Linked DNA regions of Mus musculus: regions 2, 3, 4, 5, 6 and 7 are each linked to region 1. A link is a contact called in public HiCAR-type, HiChIP or PLAC-seq and promoter capture Hi-C data. All regions are on one chromosome and are shown on one strand. The core of a region is the stretch at or near the end of the contact, and the rest is flanking DNA. Distances in the headings are between cores, read along the strand shown. Region 1 holds the start of Rps6ka3 (ribosomal protein S6 kinase polypeptide 3). Region 2 holds the start of Sms (spermine synthase). Region 3 holds the start of Cdkl5 (cyclin-dependent kinase-like 5). Region 4 holds the start of Smpx (small muscle protein, X-linked). Region 5 holds the start of Klhl34 (kelch-like 34). Region 6 holds the start of Phka2 (phosphorylase kinase alpha 2). Region 7 holds the start of Cnksr2 (connector enhancer of kinase suppressor of Ras 2).

Region 1 (3,347 bases), core at 571-3,070:
TAACGCGATCTGTCCCTGAGTTCAAGGCTGAGGGAGGGGGCTCTCAGCAAGAATTTCCGGCTGCCCCCCCCCCCAAAAAAACAGTTGGAGCTTTCATCAGATGAGGCTCCTAGGCCTGGAGGGGCAAACTGCAGATGGCAGCAAAAGGAGCCCAGCACCTGTCTCTGTCGGACCAAGCAAGAAACCTCGCACAGCTCCCACAGCCCGGGCCAGCTAGGTGTGGGGTTGTAAGGTCATTCTCACACCTGCTGAAGGGAGTGAGGCGGGGACACTCCAGGTGTCTGGATCCTGGGATGATTAAAGGAAACTGTTAAAAGGCATGCAGGGAGAGCGCAGCGGGGGGACGCGCTGTGGTAGCCAAGCGTGGGAGGCTAGAGATGCCTCCCTCCAGGCCTTGGGGACTGGGGAGACAAGCTGGCCTGAGATATGTGGACTGGGTAGACAAGCTGGCCTGAGATGTGTGTGTGTGTGTGTGTGTGTGTGTGTGTGTGTGTGTGTGTGTGTGTGTGTGTGTGTGTGTGTGTGTTTCTTTCCGATGCAGGGCGGTTAGCCAGGGGCTGCAGTAGCTTTCCACTCAGCCCAGCGACTTTTACACATCCCAGACATACTCAGCGCATCTAAGCAGCGGGCTCGAGAACCCAGGACTGAGCCTTCCCGGAATCCACTCAGAGCGCCCAGCCATTAATTCTCGAACTCTTAGAATTCTGTGGCTCCGTTGCCGACTGAGGATTGGGTTCCCTTAACCTAGGGCTTCCTCTTCTCGGGCAGGAGGAGGAGTCACAACCTCCCCTCCCTTTCTCCTCCGCCTACGACCAGCTTGATTTAAAAAAAAAAATCTAATCTTTTATTTAAAGTCAACGGAGAAGCAGGAACCCCGCGCTCCTGCCTAGAAGATATTTTTACTAACTCCTTAATCTCTGCCAAGAAGGGCAACCTTAAGGAACCTGTTTTCTTTTAAGCTTTAGGTAGCAAGGGAGGAGTGTGACAGTCTGGGCCGAAACTCGAGGGCTCTATGCACTTGGGAAGGGTTATTAGGGCGGAGGTAGGGTGGGACGAAAAATTTCCAAAGTACTAAACATTGAACACGAGAGTCAACTCGAAAAGCTTTGAATCAAATTGGGAGCCGAACGTACGTATGTGTGGCTAGCTCCCGGGAAAGAAGCCTCTTGAGTCCCCGTCCAAGCAGGAGAAAAGGGGTCAGGTGAATGAATACCCAGCTTGTGACCCTGAAGGAGGAGAGTCTTGGGCCAGGAGGGGATGTGCCCATAGCCTAGGCGCGCCCACGCGCACCCCTGGAGGAGAAAGGCCGAAAAGACACCTCCTGCCTCCGCCTGGGGCTGCTACCACCGGACTGCGCCCCCAGCGCCTTGCCCAGCTTCACCAGCTGAGCGCGAACCCCTCTGCTCTCCTATTCTCAACTAGTCTCCGAGCTGTTAGGACTCGTGGCAGTCAAAGGCACCTCGTCCGCCCCGCAGAGCCCATTTCTCTCCCCACCCCATCTCCCGCCAACGCCCCCAAATTTTTTGGGCTCGCCCTTCCTGAAAGTAGGCGAGGCCCAGAAGCTGAGGCTAGAGAGAGGAGGTGGAGGAGGAGGAGGAGGAGGAGGAGGAGGAGGAGGAGGAGGAGGAGGAGGAAGGGGTAGGAGGTGGAAAAGGGGCGGCGCCGAGCGGCCAGCCAGGGGGCGTGTCCGGCACTGGCCCCGCCCCTGGGTGCGCGCGGTGGTGGCGGAGGCCGCCCAGCCTCGCTCTAGAGAGACAGGTATCGCTTAGACGCCATGTTGTGAGCGGAAGTGGGGGAGCGCGCGGCCGTCGCTGTTCTGCTGGGATCGGGCGCGGGAAGCGGCGGGGAGGGGAGGCGGGGGGCGGAGCCGTAGTCCGGGCGGCGGAAGGAGGAGAGGAAGAAAGGGGCGAGCCCTGGTGCCTGGCGGCGGCGCAAGGCTCTCGCTTGGAGTGCGGGCGGCTGTGGCTAGGCGCTGGGCGTTCGGGTGGTCGGCGTCGGCGTCGGCGTCGAGCTCGCTCTCGGGGGAGCCGCGGCTGCCCGGCTGCTGCTTCTCGGCTCTGCCTTGGAGCTCGAGTGGCTAAGGAGCCGAGCCGGCTGTGGGGCGGGTGGGGAGGGAGGAGGCGGTGAAGGCGGCGGCGGGCCGGGGAGGGGGGGAAAGATGCCGCTGGCGCAGCTGGCGGACCCGTGGCAGAAGATGGCTGTGGAGAGCCCTTCCGACAGCGCGGAGGTGAGTGCAGCCGTGCGGCAGGGCAGGCGCGCCCCTTCCCCACGCCCCCGCCGGCGCTAGCTCTCTTCCCCGGAGCTGCCCCCCTTAGACCACCTCCGCCGCCGGCTCACATCTTGTTCCCGGGGCGAGATTCTGCTTTGGGTCGTTGGGCTTTGCCGATCTGTCTGTGTCTCCTTCCCGCACCCTCGCCTCTCCCTGCTTTTGGGGTTGGGGGGTGCCGGTGTGGCGGCGCGTGGGGTTTGGAGTGGGCGCTGAGGCTTTGCAAAGAGCCTGTTTTAATCAACTTTGCGTGGGGGAAGCAGGAGGCAAAGCAGGAGCCGGCGGCGGGGAGTTGGGAAGTTTGGCCCTGCCGGCTCTAGGGTCTTCTCCGGAATCTTAGAGACTTTGGATTCGGTTCACCAGGAGCCAAGACTTCAGTCTGGCCGCCGGAGGGGTTTGCTACAGGGAGACGGGCGCCCACAGGGCAAGGTGGGCGAGCCAAGCCGGGAGGGTTTTGAGTAAGGGGTCCAGGACTGAGGGATCCCCCCACACCCCGGTCAGTCTGCCGCAGCGCTCTCTGCCGCTGCTGCAAAAGAAAAACGGAGCGCCTTAGGTCCCCTACTCCTAGGTTTTGAGGTCACTGAGTTGGAAGACCCCAGTATAACTTTTGCTTCCTGTCCATGGAGGTGAGCGGGTGAAATTCAAGGAGATCAGCGGACGCTGTAAAAGGGCTATCTGATTTTCCTCTCCCGGGATCTGATGATCGGCCCTGAGATACCCACCCCAGTGTCAGAAACCCAAACAGTATACCCAAACAAGGCAAAACAGAATTTCCGCGGACACATCCCAGCACCGAGCTTTTCACAGCCGCCACTGTCCCAGAATCAACTGGCGATCTAAAAAAATAATGCAGACAAGATCCATTCCAGGGTATCAGCGCTCCTCTCCAGAGTGGAAAATCAGTTCCTGATGGTGGCGCGTCTGTGATTCCTCTTTCTTGACTTTTCGCTGAATTCTATCCTCGCAGCGGACTTTAGGGGATTACAGAATGATAGGCTGGGTGTGTGTAATAGTTACTGAGCGAGTGACCCCATTTCTGGAAAGCATGACTGAAACGCGGGGGTGGAATGGGGCAGGCTCT
Region 2 (3,347 bases), core at 425-2,924, 1.8 Mb before region 1:
GAGGCAGACTGAAATCCAGGTTTTGCTCCAAATCCCCCCGATTTTATTTTTTGTCTTTACATTTATTGATCTTGTGAGCTCCGAGATCTTTTAGGATTGGAAGAAAAAGTACAAAGTGTGAGCTCAGAAGTTCAAAAGCAATTAAGTCGGTGTTAAAAAAAAAAATCCCGACAGAAAAAGCAGAGTGGAATCCACGTGTTCCATTAATAGAGAAACCAGAGAAAAGGGAAGACTGGGGCACCACACTATGTGCGGGATGATCTGGTAAGTGAAAGTCTGCCGCAGTCGCACGTTTAAAGGCCCAATCATTCCCGCCCACTGCGCCCATGCTTGATTCTCTCAAAGAAAAGAAGCCAGCAGTACATCCATCCCTACCCTTCAAAATTCCATCACGCAAAAAAGACTCTCCCAACCATTTCTGCCGAGACCAGGCTCAAATATCTGAGCCTCCAGGATTAGGGGTGATGGTGATGGTGGTGGCTCTAGTTCCCGCGCCCAGATCTCATCCCTCCCCACCCCCAATAATAATAATAATCGTTTCCTTTCTCTGCCCGCCGGGTCCCTTTTCAGAGGATCCTTCATCTCCTTAGATGACTAAAAAAAACCTTGCAAGCGCTGAGTGGCCCTGGTCCTCCTTCAACCCTCGCTGCCCTTAAGGGGAACCCCCCGACACACACACCCAAGAGGGAAATTCAGCAGCCTGCCAGAACAGGAAAAGGTGGCGTGGGCAGCGGTCCCGCGCCGCACACACCCCTCGCTCAGGCCTGCCTCGCCCGCCGTGCCTCGAACGAGCTAAGGCGCTCCGGTACCCGCCTCCCCCGGGGATCCGCCGCGCCCCACGGGCTGAAAGGGATTCCCCCCCAACAACGGGGCGTGGAGGGCGGCGAGCCCGCGTGGACCGACGCTCCAGGCCCGGAAGGGCGGGCGGGCGGTGCGGCTGGCACACACGGACGCGGTTCTCCCAGGCCCCGCAGTGCGCCAGCCTCCAGCTCAGCCGAGGACCAAACGCGGCGGGGGACCGCGGGGGCGCGGCGCGGCCTCCGCCGGTGCACGAGGGCCCGCAGCGTGCTCCGCGCAGCAGCCCGGCAGACGCAGGCGCCGCGCGGCCGTCCGCATTGTTCAGCCTGCCGCGCGCGCCCCGGAGGAGCCTGGTCCTGTGGCCTCGAGCCCCGCAGGCGCGGAGGGAACTGTCGCCCCGCCGCCGCTACCGCTACCGCTGCCGCTGCCGCCGCCGCCGCCGCCGCCGCCGCCGCCGCTGCGGCGCCCGTGCAGGTGGCGAGCGGCGCCCTCACCTTTGGCGCCGAGCTTGAAGTCGAGCGTGCTGTGTCTTGCTGCTGCCATAGTGTGGCGAGGCCCTGTGCCATGCCTGGGGAGGCGACCGCAGGAGACTGAGGGACCGCGCGGCGTGTCAGGCTGCGGGCCGGCGGGGAGTGCGCTGCGCCGGGGGAGGCCAGGAGTTAGGAGGTGGGAGGGGCCGCGGGCAAGCGACCCGGGGCGCGGGGGCGGGGCCGACCCGCCTCTTAGAGGAGGAAGCAGGGACGCCTCCAGCCCCGAACTTGAAGCGCTGGGTGTGAGGCCTCGCTAATGGTGGAATCGCGGGCGCCGGGCTCCCTGGCATGCGTCACCAATGGCCGCGCCCTGCGCTAAAGCTCTGGCCATGCTCTCCCGCCATTCGCCATCCGTTAGGAGGTCACCCAGCTTTAAACGGCTCAGCGCGACTTCCGGGGGGCCTCCCTATACACTTCCCCATATGCCTACCCCTCCTCCCCAAGCAAAAGCCCCAGTTACTTCCTGACCATTTGAAGAAAATAAAATGCTACCACCCCTGTAGTCTTAAAGTACAAGCCTGACTTTTTCTTTAAATGCACGTGAACCCCGCTGGGATTATTAACAATGTTTCTATTGGTAAGGGGTAGTATTTAAGAACAGAATAGAAGGCTCCTGGGCATTCAAGTAGCATACATTTTCATGCAAATTTGGAAAAGAATCAAGGACTAAAGCCTAACTGAGAAGTTGCAGATGTGAGAGCCTCTTCCACAGGACTTCCCCCTCCTCGGTACCTCTATTTTTTGTCAATGGACCTACAGCCTTGGCCTCTTTTTTGACCGTTAGTAGCATTCAACAAGATGGGACAAAAGAGAACTGAAGTGCCTGGGGAATAAAGGGATCCTTTATTGCACGAGCAAAATCCCAGGGCAAATTGACTCCATCATTGTATGGATTGCTGTGCCTCTCCTGATACCAGGAATTTCTGTAATGGTTGTTAAACTTCAGATTAGTGAACTCTGTGCCTCCTCAACAACACAAAAACATTAAGTTTAGCTTTCCCTTAGGCCATTTCGAATGGTCGTTTGGTTTGGTTTGGTTTGTTGGTTGGTTGGTTGGTTGGTTGGTTAGTTTTGCGTAGTCCTTCCCTGTCCTGCAAGAACCTAACACTGACGTCATATTTGTCCTTCAACAACTGCATCTCTTTTCAGTGGGCTCCTACTTTGTTCCTATCCATAGCCATCTGTTTTTATTTCCTTCTCTGGAGACCAGGTCCTCAGTTTTGTAAGCTAATTTGTGTTCCGCTCCATCAGCCCCAATGTATCAGCCCCAAGCTCCTCTTTCTTCCTTTCTTCTGGAGTCAAGTCACTAGAACATAGCTGTCCTCCTGTGTGTTTAAGGGTAGTGAAGCTTCCCGCGTAGGACATGTGCTTCATGCCCTGCCAGCATTGGGGTAAGCCACCTGCCTTCCCTTAGCTTCACTATCTGCTGTCAACCTCTTGAATTTCTTGAAAATTTCAGAGCAGAAGGCATCTGAGGTTTTGCTGATAAGTATGTAGCTGGTCTTGCTCAGTAGATTGTGGAGAACATTGCAGACCACCATGGGCTCCCAGCTGAAGCATATCCGCCCTAGAATTTGTACTTCACCTTGCAAAGGGCAAAATGAAGAACCTTGAGATACTTTAATGAAGTGATGTCAAAAGAGAGCCCTGAAGAGAAGAGGATGCTCGATATAGGATCAGTATTGTCAGGATGATGTTAGCAGTTTACTGCAAGGGTCTTCTCACTAATCTGCATAATCCTGGCAAGACTATTAAAGATAAGAAACAGGAGCCTGACGTTAGTGGCACACATCTTTAATCTCAGCACTTGTGAGGTAGAGGCAGGCAGACATGGCCATCGGGAGCAACACTATTATGAGGTGTGGCCTTGTTGGAGGAAGTGTGTCAACGTGGGGGACAAGCTTTGAGGTCTCCTTTGCTCAAGCTATACCAAGTGTGGCACACAGTCTCCTTCTGGTGCCTGTGAATCAAGATGTAGAACTCTTGGTTCCTCCAGCATGTTTCCTGCCATGATGATTA
Region 3 (3,347 bases), core at 233-2,732, 1.7 Mb after region 1:
TTGTTAAATGTAAGATCATACTCCCCCTTCAACGCCAGATATACAGGGATAAGAAAACACACCCGTTCTGCATTTTACTGAAACATTTTAATACACTTAAAGGAATTAAAAACGAATTTACATCTAAATGTTATGCAGTCTATAAATTCCAAAGTGTCTCAGTCAAAATGTCTTTTTTGTAACCCTACAGCAAGAAACAAACAAGCTGGAAGTGTTCCAGCAGATGTTACCTAAAACCCTAATCCTATATTCTATACATATTTATGCCTCTTTTTTCCAGTCAAATACTCTCAGACAAATTAATTTGTGTAATCTTTTATACTGCCTACATAACCATTACGTTCAAACAAGCCTAAATCAGATGCGCGGAAAGAAATTATTCTGTGTCAATACTTTCTAAAATCAGCTTAAATTTCAGCCAATTAAAAATAATTGTGTTAACAGAATACTGATCTGCAACTATTTAAATATCACAGCATCCTTCTAGTCTGTCTAGCCTGACTAAGGTCAGGCTTTTCTTATCCAAGCATCTGTGCCATGCCTAACTCAAGTGAAGCGAAAAATCAAAACCCCCAAGAAAGATCTGCTTTTACACTGAAATATGCCCAGGTTATTTTTTACCCCAACGTGGGCACAAAAGAAAAAGAAAGAAAGAAAAGAAAAGAAGAGAAGAGAACAGAAAAACGTGTCAGTGCGAGGACCTGTTCGTTCTGGCAGATGGTTCCAAACCCCAGGATTCAATTTCTATGAAGGTCCAAAGGGTAGGAAGATCTGAGAAGAGGTCAATTTCTGCTTCTCTGCCAGCACGCCAGCCGTGAACTTCACAGTAACGCCTGAAACTTGTCCTGTGGAAGGTGGCAGAAACCTGCGGGGCTGCAGGCGGGGCGCTCGCCCACCCTCCCGGGCAGCCAAGGTCAGAAGGACCAGGGCTGAGAGTCGTAGCTGCCGGCGGGTCCCGGGCTCTCTGGGAACTTGGGCGGGGGTTTCGGGGGGCCCTCCTCGGCGCTAGCGGAAAAGGGCTTTCCTTGCTGCAAGCCCGGAGAGCCCTGGCCACGGGGGCAGCGGGGTGGGGACACCGCAGACCTGCAGCAAAGGGGAGCCCCGCGGGGTCCGACCTCGACCTACCATACGTCTAGCACAGCCCCCTCTGTCTCTTGGCACCAAAAATTCCAGCCCCAGCCCTTCCGGGAAGACCCTAGAGACTCGTGGTGGATCGCCGAGGGAGACTCCAGCTTGGGACTCCCTCACCGTGTCTCCCGGTTGTGCAGGGACCTGCGCTGCTACCCCTTCTGTTACCCTCCTAAGTGGACCGACTGGGTTCCCTCTCTAAAGACAAGCTAGTGGACACACGGCCAACATGAGACGGCCTGACGGGCGGACGCAACTACTCACCCTGCCGAGTCCCCCACCTCTATCGGGGAAGCCTTCACTCTCGCGGCCGCCGTCACCGCTTTACCTTCCCTAGCGGCAGCGACAAGTAATCGAAACCTCCGGCCCCGCCCTCTCGCCGGAGCGAACGCGCAGCCTAATTTGATGATCGCACCGCCCCCGTCTGCCCATTTGGCCCAATCGGCAAACTCCTCTCATTCCGCTAGGTCCCGCCTTAGCCCCGCCTACCAATAGGCGCCAATGAAGAGAAAGCGCTCGTGCTCGAGTTCGGGCTCGCGCGCCCCGCCCACGCCGCTCGTTCTCGAGTCCCCCAAAATCCTAGAACCAGGATTTCTTGTTCTAGCCCTCTACTACACGAACGCGCTTATGCGCGCTCGCGATGCTCCTCCTGGGGCACCAGGTTTGGTTGCCCTGCCAGGCCCTAGCAACCTGGGCTGCTAGGCTGGGAGGGGCGGGGCTCAGGCTGCGAGCTTACGTGGGGAGGGGGAAATGAGGGAGGAATAGGATAAGGGGAGGGAGAGATCGTGACTGAGAGAGGGGTGGATGCGGGGGTTGAGGGGGGTGAGGAGGCCCGGGAATCCACCTGTCACTGCGGTAGAAAAAAAAGGGGAAATCCTGCCTGCAGCGCAGCTATCCTAGCCTCCCTCTCTGGGGACCAGTGAGCGGAGTGGGTGGAGGGCGGGGACCACATTTCGGGCGGGAGCCCGGGCACTACTTGAAAATAAAGGACGAAGGATGGCTCATCTCGGTCGTAGGTTTTTTTTTTTTTTAATATTGAAGTCCATTGCTGCTCCTAACTGTTGCAGCTGTGCGTGCACGCGCGCGCAAACACATTCATATTCACGTTCATCTCGCAGCCTGCGATTCCCTGGGGTGACTTAAGAGCAAAGAACTGGCAGCCCGAGGATTCCTTACACAGCAGCTGGACGCGTGCAAACCGTGGCGGCCGGGGCTGCAGCAGCAAACCACAACTCTACTCCAGTCCGACGCTGCTCTGCTTTACACGATTCCCCAGCTGGTTAAAAAAAAAAAAAAAACCAACAATGAAGTCATCGCCGCACCAGTAGAAATAAAAAGATCTTAAGTCCCACCGCGAATCGAGTTTCCAATGAGGATGACTAGTGGTTAAGATAGAGATAGTTCCAGTGCACTTTTTTTAACTAAGAAAAAAATCTTTTATGAAAGACCTTGCAGACAAATCTATGAAAAGCTGCATGATTTCCACCTTAAAAAAGAAAGCAGAGAGAAAGAAAAGGTTTTTTTTTTTTTTCCGGGTTTGGGGGCAGAAAATAGGCAGTGCATGACATCGAAGATGCCACCAAGTCAGAAATTAATTTTTTTGTAATAGAAAATAGATATCTTGGATAAAATCCATTTAATCTACTCCTGTCTTCAATCTGGTAGCTATACAATTGGTTTGTCTACTTGAAACCAAGCTAACAAGATTATTCTTTTTCATAACGTGGTGAATATTTCATAGTCAATTGAAGGCACCCACTTTCTCAGGAAGCATATTAGAAAATTTTCCAGGTAGGAGCAGGGAATTAACAGTGAGGGAAAATGGAGTCAGGCTTTGCAGAGGCTCCTGCCTCCTCCAGTTGCAAAATCACAGTGCTGTGACCTCATGCTTCACCCACGTGGAGCCAGAATTCCTGGGACAATCGCTGCTTTATCACCCCCTGTCAGTGCCTTTGTACTAGAAATTTCAGCCGCATTGCCTTGGAGTCAAAGGAAGGATGGTTTATCTGAACACTCTGAGAAGAAGGTAAGGAAAAAACCGTAACAGAATGGCCACAGATGTAAGTTCAATGTCGTTTTAAGTAGCTGTATTAGATGTTTTCCAAGGAGCCATACCATGGACAAGCACAGCCTTTCACTGAAGGACATTTGCTTTGCTCTGGTTTTTAGTACTGGTTTATTGGAGCCACATCCAGTTCAGTTAATTCCCTTTTTGAGAG
Region 4 (3,347 bases), core at 394-2,893, 1.6 Mb before region 1:
TCTTCACTTAGTGTTTTCAACAATGAGCACAATGTCACTAACTTCACAGAGAGGACTAAATAAAATGATTCAAATGAAAGCTGCACTCTTGGACTGTAGTGTGTGTGTGTGTGTGTGTGTGTGTGTAGATCCAGTAGAGGTGAAGATATGTACACAGGTAAAAGGGACTTGGGTGAATTATGGTTTTGTGAACAACATTGCTCTGTTCCTCTAAGGTGATCTTTATTGAAATATGCCCAAAAGTCTTAAGCTGTCCCATCAATGTCCAGTACCCTCGGGTTTCCCAGTTTCCACAGTTTGAGTGAGACTCTTCTTGCTTTGTTTGCTCCTCATCTTGGCCGTCCCTGTCAGAAATAGACTTATCTTGTCCCCTGTCTCCTTGAGCCCCATTCATTGTCACTCATTGACACAGTATGTGCCGACGTGTGTGCCAGTGGCTCCCTGCACAGCAGGTGCAGACTTTTATGGGAGCCTTAAACTGACAGCAGTAGTGGAAATTTTAAGGGGTTATGGAATGAAGTCAAGTAAAGTGCTTGCCTTCTTGGTGCTTCTGAGAGGCCCCAGCTGGCACTGATGCTCAGATGACAACCACTCACCACTGTACAAGTTTGTGCCCCATTGATGTCCTCTGTGCTCAGTGACTTCACCCCTGACCAGGACGTGGTGCTTGACTCAGAGAATTTAAAGCTTCTTTTCCTCACATAGCAAGAATGGTTGATGATGTCTGGTGCTGAGAATGTCCTGTCATGATGGTTTGAAGTGTGGTCACCCAGGGGATATATTTTAAATCTGTCTATTCTGCTGAGTGTTTCTACCAAAGGGAAGATGGTTTAGTGTGGTAGCTCTTCATTTTTCTTGATGTTTATGTTTAAGTTATTGTTTTGTTGAGATAGGATCACTCTCCATAGCCCTGGCTGCCTGGAACTCATTATGTAGACTAGACAGATCTTAAACCACAGAGGTATACCTGCTTCTGCCTCCTGGATGCCAGAATTAAAGGTGTGAGCCACCATGCCCTTCCCGAAGGGAAACTTTATGTGAAGTTAATTTCAGAGACTAAAGAAGTTCATCAAAAAAGCCATGTTCAATACAAAGAGCCTTAGGATTTGGAAAAAAAAAAGTCTTTCCAGGTACCTAATCTTGCCCCTTGCCAAACCTAAAAGTAGCCATTCCCCTTTGTTTTATTCTCTTCTTCTGTCTCCTTTGTGTCAAGCTCTAAGGTTAATGCATCAATAAAAGCAAGGAAAGCCAAGTTAGCAACATCTCCACGGCCAGCAACCATGCCAGCTCGTCTGTTTTTAACCACGTTTGACCTACAAACTAGGACAATGGCTTATAGTTTGATGTTATGGTATAATTATATTATTTGGTGACTGCTTTTTGAGTGCTGATTATTAATTAACTTTAACAGCTCCCAGGTTACTAAGCTTGGATTCAAGCAACGTCCGACATCAGCACCCTGCATCCCCCAATTTTTAATGAACCTTTCCTCATTTTCTGTCCTCTAGATAATATAGCTAAAGATAGACTTTTCCTAGTTTTTCGAAGTTCACTACACCCCTCAGTAACTGTGAGAGAATGCAGCCAGCCTCCTCAAGAAGATTAGGAGGGCAGAAAGATAACGTAGCCACCTCCAGGCTGATATCTGAGCCCTGCTTTCCACACGGTCAAGCCTTTCAGAGGCAGCCAGCCTATGGCTTGTATCAAACTCTATATTTAGGAAGAACAACTGTGAGCTATGACAGGAATTCTCTTTAACACTTTAGCCTTAAAGCGAGTTCCCTTCTAGCCCGAGCCAGGAGCAGCTCTCAGGACTGGAGAGAGACAGAGCACTCCAGCTATTTCAGCCACATGAAAAGCACTGGAATTGAGATCCCCGCTCAGAGGACACCGGGAGTTCCTTCTATCCTGTAAAGCGCTTTTTGTGTTTTTGCACCTGGCCGCCTGGGACTGTCCTCAGGCAGTAAACCAATCCAGAGAGCAGGTAAGCAGAAGGACCCAGCTTTCACTCTCAACTTTCACAAGGAGCTTTTCTTGATCCCTAACTTAAAGTAACTACTCATAACTTTGTAGGTTGCTAAGTACTGGGTGGCTTCTTTGTCAATTCCCTGTACACTAGTGGTATCCCGGATTCTATTTTATAAAGTGTGTGTGTGTGAGCGCACGCGTGCGCGCGTGCATGTGTTCCTGTACATATATGTTGAAAGGGTATTGAACAGAAGGGATTTTCACTGACAGGGCTGTTAATAGAATGTCCACAGTCCAGATATGGTAACTGTGACCTTGAAGCTCTGCTGGCCAGTGTTACAGTCAGCCGCAGACTGACAACACTCTCTAAGCTGAGAATTAATCAGAGTAAATCTGGAATATTAGTTTTTGTGTGTGTTTGTTTGTCTAAATGAAAATGATGGTGAGAGTTGTTACACGATATAAGTTTAGAATCCCGTCTAAATGAAAATGATGGTGAGAGTTGTTACACGATATAAGTTTAGAATCCCTTTCTCCTTTCCCTAACTGCTAGGCTAGGTCTCAACAACAAAGTTGTGTAGACCAAACCATCTTTCGGAGAGCTTTGCCCTGGTCACTCTTTTCTTATACCCAGCAGGGTAGAGTGTCCTTGTCTATGTGGGCACAGATTGGAAATGCAAAAATTCTCTCTTTCCTCCCAGCATATTGAAGTAGTCAGAGCATCATACTATCCCCTCCTCTGGAATTATTTTTAGCTTCAGGACAGAAAATAAATCCCTTTGAGATAGTGCTTTATTCATTTCCTTGACCTTTCAAAAAGAACAAACAAAGCTCTTCTCTCCAAATAGCAATTGATTTTCCCCTCCATCTCTTCTTGTGAAATTAGTGATATTAATGTTGACCAGTTTTAGAACATTGGAGGGTTTTATTTAGAAGCTAGATATTAGATGCTGCCCAATCAAAAGCAAAGGGGAGGGGGAGTCTACCAACCATGACTCAGCACAAAGACCATTAAAAGTTCCCAGAGACTGCCAGGCAAACTTACCTGTGCCCAGTTGGCAAGCATCACACGTTTATTAAAGTCAATATGCCTTGTCAGACTTGCAGTGTTTCAAATTTTAGCCAGATTCAGCAGACAGACACAGCAGTTGCATGTTGTAAAGAGTATCTCTTTGGATGAAGAGCAGTGGCCCTGAAGTGGGTGGTGGTAGGGTAGTTTATAAATGCTTCTTCCATTCACAGAAGGGGCATGCAGATGTCAAGAGAAGATGCACTACACGATACATCCTGATGGAGGTGAATGCCCAACTAGGGAAACAGCCAGGGAACACTGTCTATTTTTATTCATCACTGTGCATTGCCCTGATTTCTCTGCAAAT
Region 5 (3,347 bases), core at 416-2,915, 1.4 Mb before region 1:
GGAGGGGCCACTTTCGAAATCCAGGAAGACAAACTCTAGCTGGAAGCAAAACAAAACTGAAGCCTGTAATTTGGCAAGAAAGAGGGCTTAATGAACTCCTAATGCGAGAGCAGGATTCGGGCAACCAATAGGGTGCTCTTAGTCACCATTTCTGTTTGGTGTTTCTTATAAAAATCACTTTGTAGGGAGGGGCCCCAGAAACCACAACTGTCCTGAGCCTTGCAACTTTACTGCCCATTGTCTTGTCTTGGCATTGAGAATGTGGCAGCCAGTCATTAGATCAGAGCATGGGAAAGCAGAGAGGAAACTAGAAGAAATTACATTTTTTTTTGAGGAGTTGTCATTCAAAGAAAGAAAACTCGAGTTAGTTATAACTTCTTTCTCTGCATTGCAAAGAGATGGTTTTCATAAGCGCAAGAGTACCCAAGAGAGCTAGCTCCCCTGGGGTCAGAGGGCAGGGGTTGGAATGTAAAACCAGGCAGCTTGGGAGACTCTGCCTGCCTTAGGAAGGGCAAGTGCCCCTGAATTTCACACAGGGCACAAGAACTTGGCCCAGAGCTTGGGGTTCTCTCTGGTTTAGCTCTTCCTAGAGTCTTCTCTGAGCAGAGGCCTCCTCTTAGGTGTCAGTGCGCAAAATTGCCTCTTAATCCCAGCTTGCTCCCGACTAATTAGAACTTCTTCAAAGCCAAAAGATGAGCCTGAGGCTCCTTTTCCCATGCACAGGGGCACCAAAAGGGCCTCCAGCCTAGCCAGGTATCCCTGTCAACACATTACCAGGACAAGAGTCCCAAGGGAATTGGGCCCTTCCTTAGCTTTTGCCACCCCTCCCTCAGCTCAGCATTCCAAGGGACGCCCCCTCCCTGCGGTTCCTGGAGGCCAGTCAGGTCACAGAAGTCATTGCCCTGGCTCAGGAAGCTTCCTGCTGAGCCTTTGTGCGCTTCGCAGCCAGCAGCTGGGACGCAGGGCGGGGCGGGTCGCCCGAGAGCCAGCCGGCCAAGGCGAGCACTATTCCTGTCGCTGTGAGCTACCGGCTTGTTATGTACAGCGCCCAATCACGCTCCCAATCCTCTAAGCTGACCTGCTCTCCCCCCAGTGCCACAGGCTTTGATTTGATCGTTCTCTCAGAACAAGCTCACCCCCCAGCCCCCTAGCCAGTTGTCCTCGGACTGTGCGAGTGTCTACGGAGCAGCCACGATCAGAGCCACCATCCTGCTGTCCTGGGGCACCCACAATAGGGCCACATCCACGCATCTGGCCTTCTGGAGATTCAGTACCCTCGACCTCTCCAGGTGATGGTGCGCGGCCACCGCCGCCCCTGGTGTGCAAGTGTGGGTTCCCCAAATTGTGTAGGGGAGGCGGCTTTGGGCAACGCGCTGTCATGCTCACCAGCTGAAAACAAGTCTAGCAATACCGAGAAGACTCCGAAATCCACACCCTCTGCTACTAGAGGCTTTTGGAAATTGTCTCTACATCTTACTTTGTCTGAGAGGGGCACGGAGCAACAGCCAAATCTGGATGAAGGAACCTTAGGTTTTAAGCTGAGCAGGCAAAAATCAGCCTTTGCTAGGGGCTCAGCAGCTGGACAGCGGAGGTGGGGGTTCCGTGTTATGGGATGCCTCCAGCCGCGCTGGGCTGGCTCCATCCCAGCTTCCCGCCTTGGGCATCATGAGTTACTTCCTGTCTTACTGCAAAACCCACGGCAGCTCTCTTCTCACTGGCTACCAGGCCCTACGCGCTGAGGGCTTCTTGTGCGACGTGACACTGGAGGCCGAGGGCAGTGAGTTCCCAGCACACAGGTCACTTCTGGCGTGCTCCAGCGACTACTTCAGGGCCCTGTTCAAGAGTCACACTCAGGAATCGCGGGCTCGCGTAATTCACCTGCGTGTGCCTTCAGCGGCCGGCCTACAGCGCCTGCTGGACTTCATCTACACTGCCTGGCTGCCCCTCTCCATGGACACTGTGGAGGACACTCTGGAGGCTGCCAGCTACCTGCAAGTCACCGAGGCCTTGGGACTGTGTGCCCACTACTTGGAACGCCAGCTTGCCCCAGAGAATTGCTGTTTCATTGCCAATGTGGCAGCTCGATTTGGCCTGGCCCGCACCCTAGGTGCAGCGGAGTGCTGTATTGTACGCCACCTGGGGGGCCTGTTACTGATGGGCACTGGCCCCTCGGGGCTGTTGGAACTCAATCCTATATCAATGAAAGCTGTGCTGGGCGCCCCTGACGTGGCACGGGTGCCTGAGACGCGGCTGCTGGGCCTGGCACTAGCCTGGCTGCAGCAGGAACCCAAGGTCCAGCGCCTGGCACATAGTTCAACACTGCTTGGATGCATCCGCTTTGGCCTGGTGCCTGCTGGTGTGCTGCGGCGCATATACTCGGGCTCCGGTCTTATATTACCTACTAGGATCAAAAGCCTCATCATCCAGGCCCTCAATTACCATACAGCACCCTCCAGCCAGCCGCTTCTGCAGGGAGAACAGACTAGTGTTCGGAGTCCCCAGACCCGTATCTTGCTAGTTGGTGGTCTCAGAGCTAGGGAGATGGTTACCGAGGAGATCATGGGCCTACCAGAGGTAGTTCAGAATCGGCACCCTGCACCTCAACCAGAGGAAGAGGAGGGACAGGAGGAGGAAGAGATGGAGGAGAAGGAGTGGGAGCTCACCCAGGATGTGGTGTCCTTCGACGTGTATAACCACAGCTGGCACAGCTTGACACAGCTGCCCACACCACTGCTAGGCCACAGTGTATGTACCACTGGCAACTTCCTATTTGTCCTTGGAGGGGAGAGCCTTCCTGGCAGCCCATCTAGTTCCCTGGCTGCCGGCTCAAGGTCAATCACAGCCTTAGTGCACCGTTATGACCCGCGCTTCCACACTTGGACACAGGTGCCTGCCATGCGAGAAGCAAGGGCCTACTTCTGGTGTGGTGTGGTAGGTGAGAGTCTCCTGGCTGTCGGAGGCCTGGGCATCTGTGGTGAGGCACTGGCCTCAGTGGAGATGTATGACCTTCGCAGGGACCGCTGGATGGCAGCTGGACAGCTACCTCGGGCAGTACATGGTCACGCAGGTGCTGTCGGGGATCATGGTGTTGTGTACATCTCCGGGGGCAAGGCTGGGAGAGGTGAAGGAGGCACAAGTAGCCTCCGGGATATGTACTCCCTTAGCCCCGGAGAGAGAGTGTGGAGCAAGAGGGCACCCATGGGCACAGCTCGCTATGGGCACTACCTTGTGGTGCTGCGAGGTGCAGTGTTTGCCTTTTTGGGGAGATATGAGCCCTTCTCTGAGATTGAACGCTATGACCCCTGCACAGACCAGTGGACTCGGTTGCGGTCGCTACCCTATGACCG
Region 6 (3,347 bases), core at 394-2,893, 1.2 Mb after region 1:
CATGATATTTCCACTTTGCATGCTGTCCTCTAAGACAGAGTCTTAAGCTTCCAATGAGAACACAAGCCATCCTAAAAATAAGCAATGATGCCACCTTTTAAATACAGAAGAATATATGAAATCTCCAGGAAAGGTACATAGAAAGATTACTAAAGGGATTCAATTATGGTAATTGAATGCTTAATCTTACTCCCTAGGCCACAGCAACTCCTACATGGAAGTACATTGTGCACTGTTTCATAACTTCAGTGCCATTATTAAAACAAATAATGAGTTGAGAAAAGAATGGTAAGAAGATATGAGGGGAACTGCCCAATGTAAAACATATACATGCACCAAGGCTTGAAAAGAATGTTGAAAAGTACTCGAGCTGGGTGTGGTGGCACGTACTCAGAATCCCAACACTTTGGATGCCGAGGAAAGAAGTATTGCTGTGAGTTTGAGGAATAGTCTTGGATACATAATATAGTTGAGAGCAGCCTAGGCTACATGACAAGACTCTGTCTCAGAGAAAAAGTATGTGGGCTGATAGGGGTTGGGTGCTTTAGTTAAAGACTAACTATAAGGGGAGTCAAATAAGCAGGACTCATTTTCAGTCCATCAACATTGAGCCCTAGACACATGTACAATCAACTCTGTGCCAGGTGTGGTGGGAGATACCAAGCTATTTCATAAGCATCTCATAATCCAGTTAGAAAAGTATGCCTCAGTTAAAATGTAAACAATACACTATTTCCAAATGGTGCTGAAAATAGCTCTGGTTTAAGTGCCACTCTGAGTCAAGTATGTGCTACACGCACTTGACCTTGTCACATTACAAGGCATGAGGTTTACCCCAACAGATAAAAACAGTAAAAGTCAAACAACTGAAACAGTAACACAAATGTCTATATAAATCAGAAATGGAATAAAGTGCAGTTCGAACTGACTCGTTGCCCCATCTTTACTGAGGAAACTGCTATAGGAATCCAGAAAATTGGAAACGCTAATGAGTGGGCTGACCTAGTCTTTAAGGCAAAGGTAAGTTTTAGACAATGAAATGGGTCAAAGTGGAGAATAACAAAGTGCTTGTGGAAGCAATTACATTAGAACAGCTGCCCAGTCAAATTTATTTGTGGGCCAGATTTTGATGGACAATGAAGACAGGATCAAAGAATGCGGCCTGTGGTTAGCAACCTTGACAACTAATGGGATGCCAAATTTCAAAATATACTATTATAAATGAACTGCAAAATTCTCCCAGGAGCTAAGGCCAGGAGCCACGGGTACCAGGAGTGTATGTGGAGGACAGTACTCAGGCCTCCCTTTCTTGCTTTCAGTGCTGAGCTCCACTATGGGGACTCTGTCCTCAGGTGAGGCCCAGGACAGGGCGGGGCTATGACGGCCGGTCATCCGAAGGATGCCCAGGCGGCCCAGCCTCTTTCTAGTCTCCGGTGGGTTTGGCGGCTCCGCTCAGGAGACCTTGTCATTGCCGACCCAGAAAGCCGACTTGTTCTCTGCTTCCATCCAAGTTCTCCATACTCCTGCGGGCTGCCCCATTTTCCTTCCTGGTCAGGCCATGACAAGGAGGGCTCCAAACCCCACGGAGGAGGCGGACTGGGGGCGGAGCTGCGAGCAGATCGGTACCGCCCCCCCAACGCGTTCCTTCCGGGCGGGACTGCACGGGTTCCGCTTCTTGGTTCGGGCCGGCGTGAGGGGTGGCCTCCGTACCCCGGGGGCCGCGACCGAAGGACTCTGCTCCTTTAGCCTCAGCCGCGGTTGGAAGCAGGTTGAGGTAGGAGCAAAGTCAATAAAAAAAACTGAATTTCCGTTAAGAGCCCAGCTCCCCGCCGCTCCCAGCGGCCTTCCTCTGTAGACCCTCTCCCTTTAGGCGGAGACTTGGAGAGTCCGCCCCACGAGGGGGGCGGAGCCTAGTAAAGCTTAGGTGAGCTCCCAAGCAACCCGGAGCCGCCTCCCAAAACAGAGGGGTACCGCCAAGGCCTTTCTCCAGCCTAGTGCCCAGTCTAGGTTCTGTCGAGCATGGTGGTGGGACTAGAAACCCTCGGGGCAGCTGCTGACCGGGAGGAAGCCGGGCCGCGATAGCGCCACCCCCGTCTCCTCCCCCGCACCGCCCAGCGGCGCGACACTCTGGTTGGCTCGCCTTGCAAGTCATACTTTGGGTCTCTCAGTTTGAAAACTCTTCCTCTCGGCCCCCTTTGAAGAAACTCATTGACGCTGAATGTTTTGAGGACCAGGTCAGCTTGGAGGCGGCAACTTTGGCGGACACCAGCGGGCAGGTCCAGCTCCGTGGCCCATGAGCTTGGGCGAGATGCGGAGCAGGAGCAATTCTGGGGTCCGCCTGGACGGGTACGCGAGGCTGGTGCAGCAAACCATCCTGTGTTACCAGGTAAACAGAGAGCAGCCCAGAGAACGGTGGAAACTGCCCACTGATATAACTCATTCTCCCCAAGGCCTCTGTCACTCATGAGAGCTTGCATTTATTTAAGAGGTTTCCGACTTTAATCCAGTCCTTTGCTAGCCAGTTATCACCCTACTCCCTTATCGCTATTTTATTCACTTTACTCACAAGTCAGGCATTCTGGCTTTTGAACAGTTGCTGCGGCTGCTTTGCAGAATTCTGGGACCTTTTTTTTTCTCTCCTCTTCCTCCTCCCTTCCTCTTTTTCCCCCCATCGGGACACCCCCCTCGAGGTCCTTCCTTACTGCCTCTTTTGGATGAAAGAAGTCTGTTAGGTTGGACAGAGCACACTGAAGGAGAACAGTGAACTAACTCTACTCTGGGAACAGTAGGCAGGAGTGAAAAACTCCCAAGGCTTGCATCTGACCAGAGTGTGGGCAACTGTTACTGCCCCTCCCTTGTTAGAAATCCCCCTGAGAGGACCCTATGACCACTCTGGTTGCTGCTTTACAGCCAACAAAACTTCTGGGCACAGAGCATCAGCATCAAGGGGTCCTGTGAAACTGTGCATATAATCTCAGGTATGAATACGCCTGCTATGCTTCCTGCTTGGCAAAAGTTATGTGTGAGTGCCCAATGTAAGACCACTGAGCTATTTTTGTTCAGAGCAAAGACATCAGCTATATTGCTTGCCTTCAGTTGGCAGCAGCTATTTTTAGGGCTTTGAGAGTCAGAGAAGGAAGTAGCAGTTGGTGGTCATTTCCAAACCATTAACCTTTTTTTTTTCTTCTTAGCTAATTCCTTGACCTCTCACTCAGGAAGAATTTATTGTGTATCTTTTCTATGCAAGGCATCATACAAACTACATAAAATGAATAAATGGTACTGCCAGTGGTGTGACTTAGTGGTAGTTTACCTGGTAGTCTCAAGGCCCTGGATTGGATTGCAGC
Region 7 (3,347 bases), core at 414-2,913, 1.2 Mb before region 1:
GAGAAACCCTAGAAGAATAGGCAAATGTCCGAAATGGTGGGGGAAAGATTCGGGGAGAATTTATTTCTCCCTACTACCTTCAATCCCTTCCATCTTTGAGTATATAGAGCTTAGAAAGTCTGACTGCTAAGCAAGCCTTAGGAAAGGGGCTCCTTCCTCTTTGAAAGGGGCATTTTCACAGATAAGGCTTGAAGAATATCTTAAGTTTGCCTGCTCGGGTACGACCTCAAGCAAAACTCTCATATTTTCCAAGCATGTCCAAGAATCTTTTATTTCAATGTAAGCATCCCCTTTGCAGAGTTCAGTCTGGGGATGACTGGAGAGGTCCCCAACAAGCCCCTCAACTCAGACAACAGAGGGAGATAGTGAGACAGGAAAGCCAGGAGACTAGAGAAAAAGCCCACATTTGCGTCTAGGAGGAGGGCTAAGGTTTGAAACTGGTCATTAGAAATTGTCGGGTGTGTGTGTGGGGGAGCCTTCAATATGGAAGAAAGGAGAATACTTGAATGCGCATCACTTTAAACCCAATGTTGGACCCTTAACAAGAAGCCGCGAGAGGTTTAAAGCCACCGCAGACCTCAACCTAGGAAAGCAAAGGACATGCTGGGGTGCACAGGAGGGATCCCACATATATTAGCTTGGATGCTGCCCTAAGGGAAGCATGTTACCCTAAAGTAGCTCGCTCCCTTCCCGATCATCCTCAGCCCAGCATGGAGGAGGGGGTTCCCACCTTCCAACTGGAGCGACTGCATCCTGACCCCATTATGCGGGCTTAAAAGTTGCCAGGAGAGTTGGCGCTGGGGAAGGCACTTGGCAGGGCGAGACCTAGAAGGGGCCTCGGGTTTCCAGGAACAAAGGGGCTGGTGAAGGGGCAGCCACGAGAATAGGTCCCACGGGCTCCTCCCTTAGCCTGGAAACAGGGTCGCCGCGTCCTCTCAACCCGAAGGCGTCGAGGGAAGCGGGAAGCGGGGAAGCTGCGCGGGGATTCCACCGCCCTGCTTCCAGCTTCAACCAGGTGGCGCCCGCCGCCCTCTTGCTCCCCGCGCCCCTCCAGCTGAAGACAAAAGAAGTCTAGGGTCCCCGGGCCCCTGCCAGAGCCAGAGGACCCCTGTCCATCCCCAGGGAGGACCCTCAGCAGTTGGTTGGAAGCTCCCAGGACGTGTTATGCCCTAGCGGGCACCCCTCCCTCGTACCGGGACCCTGCGCCCCAGTGTCGCCTCGCTCTCCCCACAGAGGGCATTACCTTTCATCCAGTCCACTACTTGACTCGGAGACCATTTGCTCACCGGTTCCATTATCAGAGCCATGGGCGGCGGGGTCGGTGCCGCGTGGGACGCGGAGCTCGGACAGAAAGCCAAGTCCGCAGCCCGCTGCGCCCTCAGGTGGGGTCGGTGGCCGGCCGCAGCCTCCCGCGGTGGGCGGCGCGGAGAGGGTGGCTTTTGTGTTTCGGTCCCAAGGCTGGAGCGTCGGAGGTGGCTGCGGTGGGAGCGGCGACGGCCGGCCAGCTGGCCGGGGTAAGACGCCGGGGTCGGCTAGGTCCCAGCCCAGGCGGCAGCCGCAGCTGCGGCGTCCGCGGCTCAGCCCGGGGTGAGCGTCCCGAGGGGCTTCAGTGCATGGCTCGAGCCGCCGAGGTCGCGGCGGGGAAAGGAAGAGGCGCCGGCGCACGGTCGCAGCCAACTTGCCCGCTCGCTCGCCTGGCGCGCGGGAGTGGAGCCCCCGGCACGACGAGCCGCCCGGCGGAAATGACGAGGGGCCTCCTGCCACCCAAAATATCTCTCCGCAGCCCTCGGGTGCGGGGCGCGCGCTCCACGAGCCCCCCGCCCCGCTCGCCGCCGCGCGGTCCCGCCCCCAGGGCCGGCAGCCGGTGCGCGCGAGCCCTGTGCGCGTGCGTGGGCCAGCGCGCGTGGCCGCCGCCCGACTTCTAGCAGACTCGCGGGCCAGGTGTGGGCTGCTCGCGCTCCCGCCTTCCCGCCCCGGGGGTCGCACTCGGCCGGAGCCGCGCCGGGAGGGCGTGTGCGGCAGCGCCTGGAGCCCCGGAGCCAGCCGCTGCAGCTGGAGGCTCGCCCAGCCCCGGGGTCAGTTAGGCAGTCAGGTGCGGCGGCGGCAGGAGAGTGGCTCCCAGTGGCCTTCCAGGAGAGTCAGCGAGACGGGTCGCCCCACCAGTTGAACGGACAACCCGGGGTGGCGGAGGAGGGTACTATAGCACCCCTGTCCCAAGCTCTCCTCGCCACCAGGGGGGAGGGGACGCCGCAGAACTGCTGGGGTGACAATGGGAGTCCTGACTGTTCTCTCTGTCGCCCTCGCGGCTGCTGAGTTGGCTCCCGAGGTGACTCCTCCGGACCCTGCGGAGAACACGGGATGTGGGCTTCCGCAGATGGGAGTCAGGATCTAGCCAGAGACGCCCATAGGAGACTAGATGGCTCGTGCTGTCGGATCTACCCTGGGTGATAAAAGGAACCCGGGAAGTCAGAGATGTCAACTGCAAGAGGCTCCAGCCTCCAGAACCCACACGTGCCTCTTCCCAGGCTCTGCTTCAGTTGTCGGCCACCTCCTTCAACACAAGGTCCCCGACATCTATTTTACATGATGTCATTTTGTGTTCAGTCGTTCTTATATAAGAACGGAAGAGTAATAACAGGACTTAAAGTTAGTGACAAATTGCAAACATAATGTTTCACATATTGTTTGCTTCAAAAAACCTATGCATGCTTCTATGCAACGTTTAGAAATACACATTTTGCCTAAATGAGGCTTCACTTTCAATGACAATTCTAGAGCGTCTAGTAGCAAGCTCTACCACCATTATAGCTGGTTTGTTTTTTTTCCCCCCTCGGTATAATTCTTAAACAGTCACATTGAGTAAACAAGCAACTTCTTTTATTTCTATAATCATTTCAATAATGTCAATAAATCATGTCAGTTCCTTCGGTACCCATTTTGTCTAACTCAAGTTTATAAGATACAGAACACCACTTTCTTCAGTTGGCATGGCTTGGCAAGTTCTCCCCCAACACAGGAGAAGGCAAAACAGGAGTAGATAACACACTGATGTTTTTATGCTAGTGCTACAAACAAATACCATTTAAGAAGCTTGTGTTCAGACTTGTTTACTAATAACCCAAACTCCAAAATATACAAATAAAATTTTAAAAAGAAATTTACTGGGGACTGGAGAGGTGGCTCAGCGGTTAAGAGCACTGACTGCTCTTTGAGAGGACCTGAGTTCAATTCCCAGCTTCCATATAGCAGCTCACGACTATCTGTAACTCCAGTTCCAGGGGTTCTGATACTCTCACACAGTCATACATGCAGGTAAAATAAATGAAACAAATCTTTTTTAAAAAGAA

The links. Promoter capture Hi-C pulls out the DNA fragments that hold promoters and counts their contacts. HiCAR-type assays count read pairs that join an accessible place to other places. HiChIP or PLAC-seq counts read pairs in DNA pulled down with a chosen protein or histone mark. Capture Hi-C pulls out chosen DNA fragments and counts their contacts.
Region 2: a HiCAR-type map of astrocytes shows a contact between it and region 1, with 8 times the contacts expected there. The contact joins the promoter of Sms here to the promoter of Rps6ka3 in region 1. A contact is called at or near these places in 7 of 39 promoter capture datasets (the 3T3-L1 cell line, the C10 cell line, cranial neural crest and 4 more), 3 of 484 Hi-C or Micro-C datasets (embryonic stem cells, muscle stem cells and pre-B cells) and 4 of 115 datasets of contacts at active chromatin or transcription factors (astrocytes, embryonic forebrain, embryonic stem cells and 1 more).
Region 3: a contact with region 1 is called in a promoter capture Hi-C map of liver, with 3 times the contacts expected there. The contact joins the promoter of Cdkl5 here to the promoter of Rps6ka3 in region 1. A contact is called at or near these places in 2 of 39 promoter capture datasets (erythroid cells and pre-B cells), 2 of 484 Hi-C or Micro-C datasets (CD4 T cells and muscle stem cells), 1 of 115 datasets of contacts at active chromatin or transcription factors (astrocytes) and 1 of 9 other capture datasets (liver).
Region 4: an H3K27ac HiChIP or PLAC-seq map of cardiomyocytes shows a contact between it and region 1, with 5 times the contacts expected there. The contact joins the promoter of Smpx here to the promoter of Rps6ka3 in region 1. A contact is called at or near these places in 8 of 39 promoter capture datasets (the C10 cell line, cranial neural crest, frontonasal cranial neural crest and 4 more), 2 of 484 Hi-C or Micro-C datasets (Sertoli cells and cardiomyocytes) and 2 of 115 datasets of contacts at active chromatin or transcription factors (cardiomyocytes and large pre-B cells).
Region 5: a contact with region 1 is called in a HiCAR-type map of embryonic stem cells, with 4 times the contacts expected there. The contact joins the promoter of Klhl34 here to the promoter of Rps6ka3 in region 1. A contact is called at or near these places in 3 of 39 promoter capture datasets (cranial neural crest, embryonic stem cells and hippocampal neurons), 4 of 115 datasets of contacts at active chromatin or transcription factors (astrocytes, embryonic forebrain, embryonic stem cells and 1 more) and 1 of 9 other capture datasets (embryonic stem cells).
Region 6: a contact with region 1 is called in a promoter capture Hi-C map of pre-B cells, with 6 times the contacts expected there. The contact joins the promoter of Phka2 here to the promoter of Rps6ka3 in region 1. A contact is called at or near these places in 7 of 39 promoter capture datasets (the 3T3-L1 cell line, the C10 cell line, HPC-7-derived erythroid cells and 3 more) and 1 of 9 other capture datasets (adipose tissue).
Region 7: a contact with region 1 is called in a HiCAR-type map of astrocytes, with 6 times the contacts expected there. The contact joins the promoter of Cnksr2 here to the promoter of Rps6ka3 in region 1. A contact is called at or near these places in 2 of 39 promoter capture datasets (hippocampal neurons and second pharyngeal arch cranial neural crest), 2 of 484 Hi-C or Micro-C datasets (cerebellum and cortical neurons) and 3 of 115 datasets of contacts at active chromatin or transcription factors (astrocytes, forebrain and stem cell-derived neural progenitor cells).

The regions. Positions count from the first base shown.
Region 1 is chrX:159,253,962-159,257,308 of GRCm38.p6, forward strand. Rps6ka3 (ribosomal protein S6 kinase polypeptide 3) reads left to right here and starts at 1,821. Exons shown (of 22, transcript NM_148945.2): 1 at 1,821-2,227. The coding sequence starts at 2,159.
Region 2 is chrX:157,490,613-157,493,959 of GRCm38.p6, forward strand. It overlaps Sms (spermine synthase), which reads right to left and starts at 1,675. Exons shown (of 11, transcript NM_009214.4): 1 at 1,293-1,675. The coding sequence starts at 1,341.
Region 3 is chrX:160,993,199-160,996,545 of GRCm38.p6, forward strand. It overlaps Cdkl5 (cyclin-dependent kinase-like 5), which reads right to left and starts at 1,483. Exons shown (of 19, transcript NM_001024624.2): 1 at 1,393-1,483.
Region 4 is chrX:157,697,330-157,700,676 of GRCm38.p6, forward strand. Smpx (small muscle protein, X-linked) reads left to right here and starts at 1,644. Exons shown (of 5, transcript NM_001252591.2): 1 at 1,644-1,984.
Region 5 is chrX:157,816,770-157,820,116 of GRCm38.p6, forward strand. It overlaps Klhl34 (kelch-like 34), which reads left to right and starts at 1,666. Exons shown (of 1, transcript NM_001081667.2): 1 at 1,666-3,347. The coding sequence starts at 1,666.
Region 6 is chrX:160,500,519-160,503,865 of GRCm38.p6, forward strand. Phka2 (phosphorylase kinase alpha 2) reads left to right here and starts at 1,644. Exons shown (of 33, transcript NM_172783.4): 1 at 1,644-2,386. The coding sequence starts at 2,309.
Region 7 is chrX:158,041,534-158,044,880 of GRCm38.p6, forward strand. Cnksr2 (connector enhancer of kinase suppressor of Ras 2) reads right to left here and starts at 1,664. Exons shown (of 22, transcript NM_177751.3): 1 at 1,244-1,664. The coding sequence starts at 1,307.